Regions from separate parts of the Zea mays genome. Here region 1 is linked to region 2. The links are chromatin contacts, called in public Hi-C maps. All regions are on one chromosome and are shown on one strand. Each heading gives the region's core, a stretch centred on a gene start, on an enhancer-like site or on the middle of the called end of the contact. The rest is flanking DNA. Distances are from core to core; before and after follow the strand shown. Region 1 holds the start of LOC100280070 (putative O-Glycosyl hydrolase superfamily protein). Region 2 has its middle 50 kb from the start of LOC109941971.

Evidence for each region. A called contact is a pair of places that touch in the nucleus more often than the background predicts.
Region 1: a contact with region 2 is called in a Hi-C map of ear, with 2.0 times the contacts expected there. The contact joins the promoter of LOC100280070 here to the enhancer-like site in region 2. A contact is called at or near these places in 2 of 25 Hi-C or Micro-C datasets (ear and endosperm).

The regions. Positions count from the first base shown.
Region 1 is chr8:33,868,343-33,873,651 of Zm-B73-REFERENCE-NAM-5.0, reverse strand. It overlaps LOC100280070 (putative O-Glycosyl hydrolase superfamily protein), which reads right to left and starts at 1,809. Exons shown (of 3, transcript NM_001153010.1): 1 at 315-1,809; 2 at 1-234. The coding sequence starts at 1,782.
Region 2 is chr8:33,742,631-33,748,065 of Zm-B73-REFERENCE-NAM-5.0, reverse strand. No RefSeq gene overlaps it. Among protein-coding and RNA genes, the nearest start is that of LOC109941971, 50 kb to the left of the region's middle. Within about 2 kb of position 2,450, at least 2 of the 20 cell types and tissues checked have an H3K27ac peak or open chromatin away from gene starts, as enhancers often do. A contact at or near this core is called in ear, where this site is marked.

The sequences.
Region 1 (5,309 bases), core at 560-3,059, 130 kb before region 2:
TCCAGCTGCTCTGGTTCCACGGCAGCAGGAGATCCTCCCTGTCGTTGCTCTCCCTCTCCACGCTCATGTTCAGACCAGCGATGACGATGGTCGCGTCGGCGATCTTTGCTGTGCTGGATGCTCTTCCCATCCCTTCCGCCGTGTTACACGCCCCACTGTCGCAGGCGTGCACGTACGTGGCATTCACCATGTTCCTGATAGCGTTGTATGGTGTCACAATTCTGCATGGCTTACCTGAGTATAGAAACCAAAAACCTTATTAGACGACAGTAGTAACAACACTGACCACGGTAGTCTACAGTGCATAGATTTACCTCGGTAGTCTCCCAGCATGACATCCGTGGCATTGATGTGCTCCAACAGGCCAACCAACGACACTGAATTAATCTTGTTGGGGTCCAATGGTAGGCGGCGGGCATCGTTCTTGAGGAGGACCATCCCCTGCCTTGCGGCGTCGGCAGCCAGCTCCTTGTGGCCGTCGGTGCAAACGTTGCTAGCGCCGAGGGACTCGAATTCCGGCATGCCGTCGAAGAAGCCGAGCCGCATCAGGGTGGTGTAGACGTTGCTGAGCGCGTTGTCGACGTCGCCCTCCTTGATCTTCCCCTGCCGGACGGCGTCGACGCCGTAGGTGGTGAAGAAGTCCCGGGCGCCCTCCCAGAACATGCCGCAGTCGAGGTCGAGCCCGGCCTTCATGGCCGCGGCGGTGGCCTCGACGCCGGTGTAGTTGAGCCACTTGGCGTCCCGGACCATGACGCGTACGGAGTCGCAGTCAGAGACGATGTACCCGTGGAGCTGCCACTGGCTCCGGACGGTCTCCGACAGCAGGCGCGCGTCGGCGCAGGCGGGTATCCCGTTGATGCGGTTGTAGGAGCACATGACGCAGCTGGCGTCGCCGTCCCGGATGCACATCTCGAAGGGGCGCTCGAAGGTCTCGACCATGTCGCGCTCCTCCACCTGCGCGTCGAACGTGAGGCGGTCGGCCTTGAACCACGCGTCCACGTCGTAGGCGGCGAAGTGCTTGCAGCAGCTGGACACCTTGATGGGCCGCGAGAACGGGTCTGCGGCGGCGGCGTAGGGGCGGTCGTCGACGTCCTGCATTCCGCGGACGAAGTTGACGGCGTAGCGGCCGACGACGAAGGGGTCCTCGCCGGGGGTCTCGCTGGCGCGTCCCCACCGCGGGTCGCGCACCACGTTGATGTTGGGGCTCCAGTAGGTGAGCTCTGCGTGGCCCAGGTTGTACATGGCCCTGATCTCCGTGGACACCACGCCGCCGATGGCGCGCCACAGCGACTCGTTGAACGCCGCGGCGCTGTTGATGACGAGCGGGAAGCTGGTGGCGCCGGGCACCACGTCGCCGAACCACGTGCCGCCGGGGCCGACGTCGGACACGCCGTGGAGGGCCTCCCCCCACCACTTGTACGGCGGCAGGCCGACGCGGGGCGCGCCCTCCGCCTGGTCCCCGAGGTTGCGCACCTTCTCCTCCAGCGCGAGGCGGCCCACGAGGTCGCGCACCCGGTCGGCGTACGGCAACGACGCGTCGCAGTACCGGAAGCGTGACATGTCGAGCCCCAGCGCCACGAACCGTGCGGGGTCGCACACCTTGGTGTAGTTCTTCCCGTTGGTGCTGATGGGGCCCAGTCCGCCTGTGCCGCCGCCAACGGTTCCAGCAGCCACAGAGGAAGAGAAAGAGATGGCGGCAATGGCGCACAAGAGAACGACCAAGATCAGAGGATGCCGCGAGCAGGGCGAGGAGGATGCCGACGCCATTGCGGCAAGAGGCATCCTCTGCCCTCTGCTCTTGGGTAGTTGGGCTGTGGACGAAGCGTGTTGCGTGTACAGTGCGGTGGGGTATATGAAGAGGGGCCGTGGACCGTGGTGCTGTGCAGACTGGGAAGTGGGAACATGGGCACGCAGGGAGCGTGGAAGATCAACAAAACAACATAATTGGACCAGCTGTAAATTCAGTGCAGTTGTTTTAGTAAAGATGATGAAGCCAACCGCATGCTGTTCTCGAGGATTGTGTTTATTGTGTTCGATTTGCCAGGACAAGCAGCTGTGAACCGACAAGAGCATTAAGGTGTTCACGTTCGCGTTCGGCCAGGGATGCTAGATATGCATAAGACGTAATCATAAACAATTTGGACTAGAGTCCAGCTCATATTGTCATAAGCGATTTAATAGGCTATGATTTATTAATACACTTTAGGGCTTGTTCGGTTAGCTCTCAATCCATATGGATTGAGTGGGATTGGGTGGGATTAAATCCCAAATAAGTCAAACTCTTTCTTAATTTTTTCCAATCCTATCTAATCCATGGGTAACGGGATTAACCGAACAAGGCCTTATAAGTATATGGGGTTACGGTCATTTCACAGCACATGCAATCCCTAGCCATCACTTCTCTTAGACTCGATCGCGAGATCCTTGCTACACGCGTGGTGCTACCATACTGACGTTGTTGAGGGAATGTCACACCCGATTTTAGGAAAAAAAAACAGAATGCATAACATGTGTGCTAGAATCTATTTTCATACGTATGTTGATATCATAAGTGTATATCAAAAGACATTGCTCAAATCTTAAATAAGGGTAGAGTACTTTATTACAACTCGAATGACATAAGTGTTTTCAACATTATTCAGTAAAGCATAGCAGAATTCAGGGGTAATATCCCACAGGAAGATAACCGACGCATCGCTAGATCTAGAAATCCTTTAACGTCTTCGCTAAAGTTATCCTCTTCCCATCCTTCTGATCAAAATTAAGCAAATGTGAGTACACTTATGGTTGAAACTCAGCAACTGGGGTGGAGATGCATAGCAAGCAAGGATAGGCTAAGGTTTATGCGGTTAGCATTTTAGTTGGTCAAACTTTTATTGGTCAAACTTTTATGAACAACATCTAATTACTAAGTGTAAGCATTTACCAATATCCAATTAATCATAAGTAGTAACCATTATCTCGAAAATCACTTAAGCAAAACACTTAAGTGACCCACTAGAATAAAAAAATCATGATTTAATTTCCATCTTTATATTTGATTATCATGTGAGGGTCCATGTCGCTCTTAACCGTAAGCACGATTGATACATTAGTTTTATTACTTTGCATATGTGGCACAACTATAACACCCCATGTGTTTATTTCTCGTGCGACAACGAGTACAGACTTAAGCATGGGATATCAGTGAATGTAAAGGCCACTAAGTTCTAAGTATCTTCGTCTATAACGATTTTGATATCGTGTCTGTCTCCATCTGTCTAAATTGTCCTAATTTATTTTGCAAAATTCAGACTTTAGTAATCTTCCGAAACATTGAATCCAATATCGTTTGGGTTGAGTCATCGACGTCTTGCCCAAACTCTAATCCTTGAAATCGAATCTGGTTCCTTAAACTTCATTTAAAATTCTTTCATTCTTGCGTTGCACGTGTCTCTGTGGCCTGGCATCATGGCGCGTGGCAGGTGCTAATCTGTGTCTGGACATCACACAACCTCTCGCCCATATGAACGATGTGTGACGTCGCTTTCGAAAGGATTACAATTTCGATGCCGCATCGATCTCGCGTATTTATTTCGCGAAATGTCGAGTCTTGTGTCTGTTTAAAATTTATGGAATAAGAGAACATGAATTTGGAATCCCGACCCACTCTTGTGATTGTTGTCCTAAGCAAATATTATTATAACTCGACGACAACAATATTGATGCAAAATTAAATCAGACCGAGATAACTAGAACCGAACTGAGTATTCGTAATTAATCTGTTTCATTGTCTACAACTGTGGAAATTTGTGTGATCCCGAAAATACCTACCATTGTAAGCGTAGTCCAAAAATATTAAAATTGATATTGTTTTGATTGGTCTGTTTGCATCTCGTTCAGATTCAAATCCTAGAATTCATAGGTGTTTTCTTTTGTTACAAATTGGAGAAGAAAAATCAGAATTCTCCTTATGTCCCTACTTCTTAATCTCCTTCCTTATCCCCTATACGTAGTACCTCATCTTCCTCACGCGGGCAGCTCCTGGCAGCAGCACCGACCACCCTCACCCTCTCGGCTCCCTGCTCCTGCTCTCTCATGCCGCCCTCCCTTGCTCCCTCTTATGGCGTGCTCCTCCCCTGCAGCTCACCAGCTGCACCCTCCCCAGTCATGAGCTCGCCCCTGCCCCCAGCCATGGACGCCGCCGGCAATGATACTTGGTTTGGACGCCGGTCTCGCCACGGACTAGATCTTCATCATCCCTAACGCCGATCCCATGGAAGAGTGTGCCCTGGTGCTTGCCCCCCCCATCTCCTTCACCACGATGCTCCCTGCCTCCTTGCTGGTCGGCCATACCCTCTGCTCCTCCCTACCGTCCGCAGCCCCGACGTCGTCGCTGGGTTTAGTCATGGTGATTCCTAACCCCTTTCTTTTATTTCACTAATTCTTCTAATGCGAGCAGATTTTTTTTGATTTTATGTTGATATGAGGTTATGTGTATTTGTGTGCGAGTGTGGCAGAGAGAAAGTTTATAGGGTTTGCTTGAAAATGAAAGCTCTATCACGTCGATTACTAGGTGTTCGGTGAAAAGGATGAATTGGTGATCGTTGTTGCTCTTGCGAAATTCAAGTTCTATTTTATGTTAATAAGCACATTTGTGTTCTAGTTAGTTCGCTCAGTTATTGAGTTGAAGAGATTGTTAGATATATGTATCGATGATGCTATTGTGGTTAGCAAGTGTGGTGTGGTGTGCTCTCCAATTCCATGTTGTTGTCGGTGTCTTGCTCCATTGTGACCTTAGGGAAGGATGTCTTTCCTCTAGATTACTCATAATGATTGTGTTTGGATTATGTGTTGTCTTAGCTAATTGATGAAAATCCTTAGTTGTGAGTAATAATATGGAGGTCATTCCAATTACTCATAATGATTGTGTTTGGATTATGTGTTGTCTTAGCTAATTGATGAAAATCCTTAGCTGTGAGTAATAATATGGAGGTCATTCGAAAAAAAATAAATGTGTTGTATGGCGTGAGTTGGAGTTGAGACGAGTATGTACGTCGTGTATTATGAAACTAATTAGAGATATGCATAATGCTTGTAGGTGGTTTATGTGTAGAGTATTTTGGTAAGGGTATTTCTCAAGTATAGATGATTTGGTTAGCATATATGAATGGAATGGTCGGGTTAATAATATCAAAGGTTGGTGAATTAAGTAGTCCAAAGAATATATTTAGTTCTTCTAGAGTTTCTTAGATAAGAATTATTAGTGTTGTTTGAGCGAGTTCCTAATGTTTGGTAATATGAATGCCTTGTTATATTAGGTGGATTTA
Region 2 (5,435 bases), core at 1,201-3,700:
TTGAAGGACTACAAGGAAGCTGCGAAGCTTTGCACCAAGGTATGTTTTGTTTAGTGGTGTGAATTGTGTTGCAGTAAAGCAGGCTAAGCTTGGGATTCCTTTTTAGGTTCTGGAGCTAGACAGCAAGGCAGTTTAATTTTAATTAACAATATAACTCATGGCCATATATGAGTTATTGTTGCACTATTTTCTTCCCGTTGCAACACACGGGTATTTACATAGTGACCTTATGAAGACCCTAATGTACAAACATTTTAACGACGCATCCCAAACTAAAGATCCGACCTCCAGCATTAATAAGATATCACTACCGGAATCAATCGCTTCGCCGAGTGCCTGAAGCACTCGGCGAAGCCTTAAAAACACTCGGTAAAGGCGTTGCCGAGTGTAACACTCGATAAAGAAGGCTCGGCAAACAGTGCATCGGCAAAGACTTCTTTGCCGAGTACTTTTTCTCGGGCACTCGGTAAATTTCTTTGCCGAGTGCCAGGAAGCACTCGGCAAAGAAAAGCGACCGTTACGGCGCCGGGTGACGGAGACGGCGGCTTTGCCGAGTGTCAACGGCGACACTCGGCAACGAAGATACCTGTGCCGAGTGTCTTCCTGGCAGCACTCGGCAAAGCCGCCTTCTTTGCCGAGTGCCAGTTGGAACACTCGGCAAAGAGCCCGCCAGGGAGGGTCCCCATGTCAGGCTCTTTGCCGAGTGTCCCAAGTGGCACTCGGCAAAGCCGACCTCTTTGCCGAGTGCGAGCGACAGAACACTCGGCAAAGAACCTAAGCCGGTGCCCAGGTCTGTGCTCTTTGCCGAGTGTTATGACCCAGACACTCGGCAAAGAGCCTCTTTGCCGAGTGTTACACTCGGCAAAGTGACCAGTATATACCATTTTTATTTGTTTTTTGTTTTCCATCCACACAAACAGAAGATATCACATATATATCACATATATACATTCGGCGCCTCTTTGTCCCCATGTCAAGCTTTCTTTGCCGAGTGCCCGACAAAAGGCACTCGACAAAGATTGCAACACTCGGCAAAGCCTTGGATTCCGGTAGTGTATATACAATATTTGTTTTCTCATTTTTTGACCAGTCGTTGGATACGATCGAGCTAGCTCGTCATGGCTTGGTGTAGCTTAAGGTAACTTGTTAAGGCAATGAGCTAGTTTGATTTGGCTCATCAAAATAATAATTTAAACGACTAGATCTACGTGGCTAGCTCGTTTGTTAGCTTGGATTGAATAACATATACTCTTCATGTGGTGCTCTCTACGACATTCAAAATTACTCCCTCAATTTACAATCTAAAACTTGACTAGATTTATTATAACATAGCACTAACATTTATGATAAAAACAAGTACTTAATTAATACAATATATTTATAAGTAAATTATATAATATAAAACAAGTACTCATTAAATTATATTTATGTTCGCAGATCAGACATGCTTTCGAAAGATCTTGCGCGGAGTCTGGAAATTATAGGAGGAGAGGAGAAACGTGATTTACGTGTGCCGTACTGATGGCGGCTCGGCTCTATATAATCGTCAAACCCATCTGAGTTCCGTATACCATTATTCACAGTCCTGTTAGCAAATCAATGCCATTGCATATTGGACGTGTACCTTAGCTAGAGTTCAACCCAGCAACGTGCATGTACCGGCCTGAAACCAAACTAATTTAATTGGCACTGAGAATTGAATAAAACGCAGTGGTGGTCATCACGCGCACTACAATTTTCTGCCTTTTCGATGCCACATTAGGACTTGTTCGTTTACGTCGGATTACACCCGGAATCGTTCCAGCTAATCAAAGTTTATATAAATTAGACAAAGAATCCGGCTAAAAATCATTCCGATCCACTAATCCGACACAAACGAACAAGGCCTTACTTGTTTCCATTCACAGTTCACAGATCGATCGACTTGCTAATGCAACATCGGATTTCGATTCGATTGGAGCAGCATGCATGAACAGCTGATCTAGACATGCCGCTTCACTGTCAGTCGAATGGGCGGATTGACAGGTTAAAAGGTTCTCCAGAGCAGTTAATTATTACGTACCATCAGTTATCTTTATCTAGTGCAATTTGGTCGCGCACAACTAATCGTTGTATTAATTATAAATTAGCAAAAGCAGATACAAATCAAATCACCGCCAACAAATGGAACGAAAGACAGGAAATAGATTTTCGTGAATTAATTTGTGTGTATGAATGGTCATCTTATAAAGAGGGGAGAGGGAGTGTAAATGGATGTCCTTGTTTTCCAGGCCAACTAGCTAGTAGGGCAACTAAGAAATTCCAAAGAAATGTTGGGTCGACGTCGACTTCTACCAGAGGGGGGAAAAGGACGATCGACATGACGACATGCATGCAGTGGTGCATGATATCCTATCTAGCAGACAGAGTTAGGATTTTTGATACATCATGGTACGTACGTAGCTGGCTAGCTCTATAGATTCACCCCTAGCTAGTAGAGAGGGGACCAAAAGAAAACTGAGAAAAAAGCGCGGGGTTAAAGGTGGGTAAAACAAGTGAAAAGCGAGAGAAGAAAAGGAGAAAAGGGTGAAAACTACGATCACCATCCAGCATAAAACCACACACATGCAGCAGAGCAGATAGCTGGAAGCTAACACAACTCGAGAAGCAAACCAAATGAAGCTTGCTCTGGCAGCTGCAAAAGCGCGTGCTTTCAGTCATTACTACAGAGTATGAAATTAGACGCGCGCACACTCTCAGTGACGAAGTTGCCAAAAAAATTGGTTACTGCATGATCTTGTCTTAGACCACCGTATATATTGACTTTATCTAAACCTACGATTGGTTGGTTGTATGTGAGAGGCGTGGACTGCATGACCGAATGCAAACAAATTATTTTGGACACTATGTAGCTGCATCCGCTTGTACCCCGTTTCGGGCGTGTCTGGCCGATCAGGTTCGCGCGAGTCTGGCTTCCCAGGCGCAACAAACCAATTAGTCATATTTCACGTGATTGGTTGCCTGACCGGCCATGCCTAGATTCGCAGTGTGTTGACCGCATGATTGGTTGCATACACGGTCCAAGCACAGCCTACACATGCAGATGTAGCCTAGGCGTTTTCCCACTTACACGCGCGGAGACGCGGGAGAGGGGCTTTCCAGATCGCTCAGGCTCACGCTGGCCTGGCTCTTACGGTGGACCAACCAACCACGCCTGTTAGGCTATCCTCAATGTTCTCACCTAAATTTCTCCCCCTATATGGCACTATGCAGCCACGTCAACAAGACTCTATCCTCTATAATTTGTTCACCCACAACGGTTCCTTCTAATAAATACTCCTCCTACACCCCACCATCCATATAAAATATTATTTTCCATACCTATTTATCACCTATTATTACTTTTTCTCCAACTAACAATCTCTACCGTACACAGAAAGCGAGTGAAGGGGGCTGGCACAGTGCCCCCTCTATCTGGCGTGTCTCTGTGTTTTCCTCTTCACATGTAGCGTCTAGAGGAGGCTTTAGGAGCGAGACTGGTTGCAACGCTTCACTCTACACCTCCCCTCCGCTAATCCTGTAGCAATTTAGCGTCACAACCACGGTGCAGCGCTGCCTCTACTCCCTCCCCTACCCCTTTGCTGCAAGCCACAACACGCCAGAGCAAGGGTGGACTATGCCAGCCCCCTTGCATCAAATTATGTGCACACCATTATTTATTAGTTGAGAAAAAATGATATTAGATGATGAAACGATATGAAAAATAATATTTAATAGTTTTAGTGGGTATAAGAGAAGAATTTAGGGGTAACTGTTGTGAAAGGGAGAAAAATAAAGGGTGGAATCTGTGTGACCAGTGGCGGAGGACGGAATAATAATTAGGTATGGTTGAAGAAGGATAAAAAAGAAAAAAACATGATGCAACACATAGGACTCGGACTTGCAACATATTGATTGCAGGCAGTATGCACTTACCACTACACCAAACATAATTTAGTAAGCCATAATGGGTACTCCGCCACTATGTGTGACGTGACACAAAAGTGAGATATAGGAGTGAAGTTTAGAGGAAACCGTTGCAGATAGTCCAAGCCCTTCTGCACTTAGCGGGAAGCTATAGCCCCTGCGGGAGCTACAGCAGATCGAGAGACACATGATGCAAACTGCAGAGCTTTTGTTGCGGATCGTACCAACATTCGGGTTTGGAATGAAGAAGCAGATGTATCGAAGAGCACCGATCGATATGCCTGCATGGTCTCTCTCTCTACATAATCCGAACAAAAACTGAGCAATCAACAAGATTTACACTCGCAATGAGCCAATGGCACATGCACGCGCGGCACTACAACTGGCGCGATATGACCGGTGCTACGAGATAGATCATGCAAGAATGCAGAGTTGGCGGGCGGCAGGCAGTGCCAGACTGCCAGTGCCAGTGTAATAGTATCTTGTACAGTACGTATATATACAGTGGAGTCCGCCGACCAGGGGGCAGCCGTAGGTGGGCTGCTACGTATTGCGTGACCGCGCGCGGTATTGGACTAGTGGTCCTGGCAGTTCTCTCCTTCCATGGCCGGGGCCGCGAGACCGCACGCGCTTTTAATTTGTGGACTCCCGGTTGACCTCGCCACCATGCACTACCCGTGTCGCTCGCGTGCGTGCACCGATCCGTCCAGCCACTATGGTATACAGTGTGTTGTTGATGTATAAAAAGAGATGGAAGTAGTGGATATAGTTTTTATAGCATTTAGATTAGAGTTAAGTGGGGATGAGGTAAACATCAGAGTAATTTTTTGGTGGCGACGTGATCCAAAAAATTGAAAGGATAGTGTTGCTACCGGCTAATCCTATTTGACCTCAAACCAAGCACATAATAAATTCGTGGTGCTAGACTATCTCTAATAGACTTCCCAATCACATTAAGAGCCCTTTGACATGACTTTTTTTTATGGCTCTAGCTCGGGCTCATCGTGAAGCCCTATCAAACAGTGACAAAAATAGCTTCTCGTTGTGAGCCCTTTGAAAGTCGGAGGCGTTTTATTGCTGTGAGCTCGAGCACAAAAAAATGTGGATGCTACCGGCTCCTACGTTTTCCACATACATCATTCGAAAAACATAGGAGAAGCTTTGCCAAACGAATTACAAAGCGGTTTCAGCTTCTCCGGAGAAGCCAATGAGTCAGAGTATTTAGAGAAGTTAGAGCCCTGCCAAAGAGGGCCTAACTATTTTAATTATTATTTCAAACTTTAATTTGCAAACAATGCAATGTACAGTTCAAAACAGTACTTTGCACAGCCGTTTACATGGCCTGCTGGAGATGGCCTAGACCCAAATTACCGGTTGGCACGGCTACAGGAAAGCATGTGGCGGACGACGATGTGCGCCACGACCGCAATCGACACAACAATATTTGAATGATATTTCCCACTTAAGAGCGGATGAAAATTAGTTTAGAT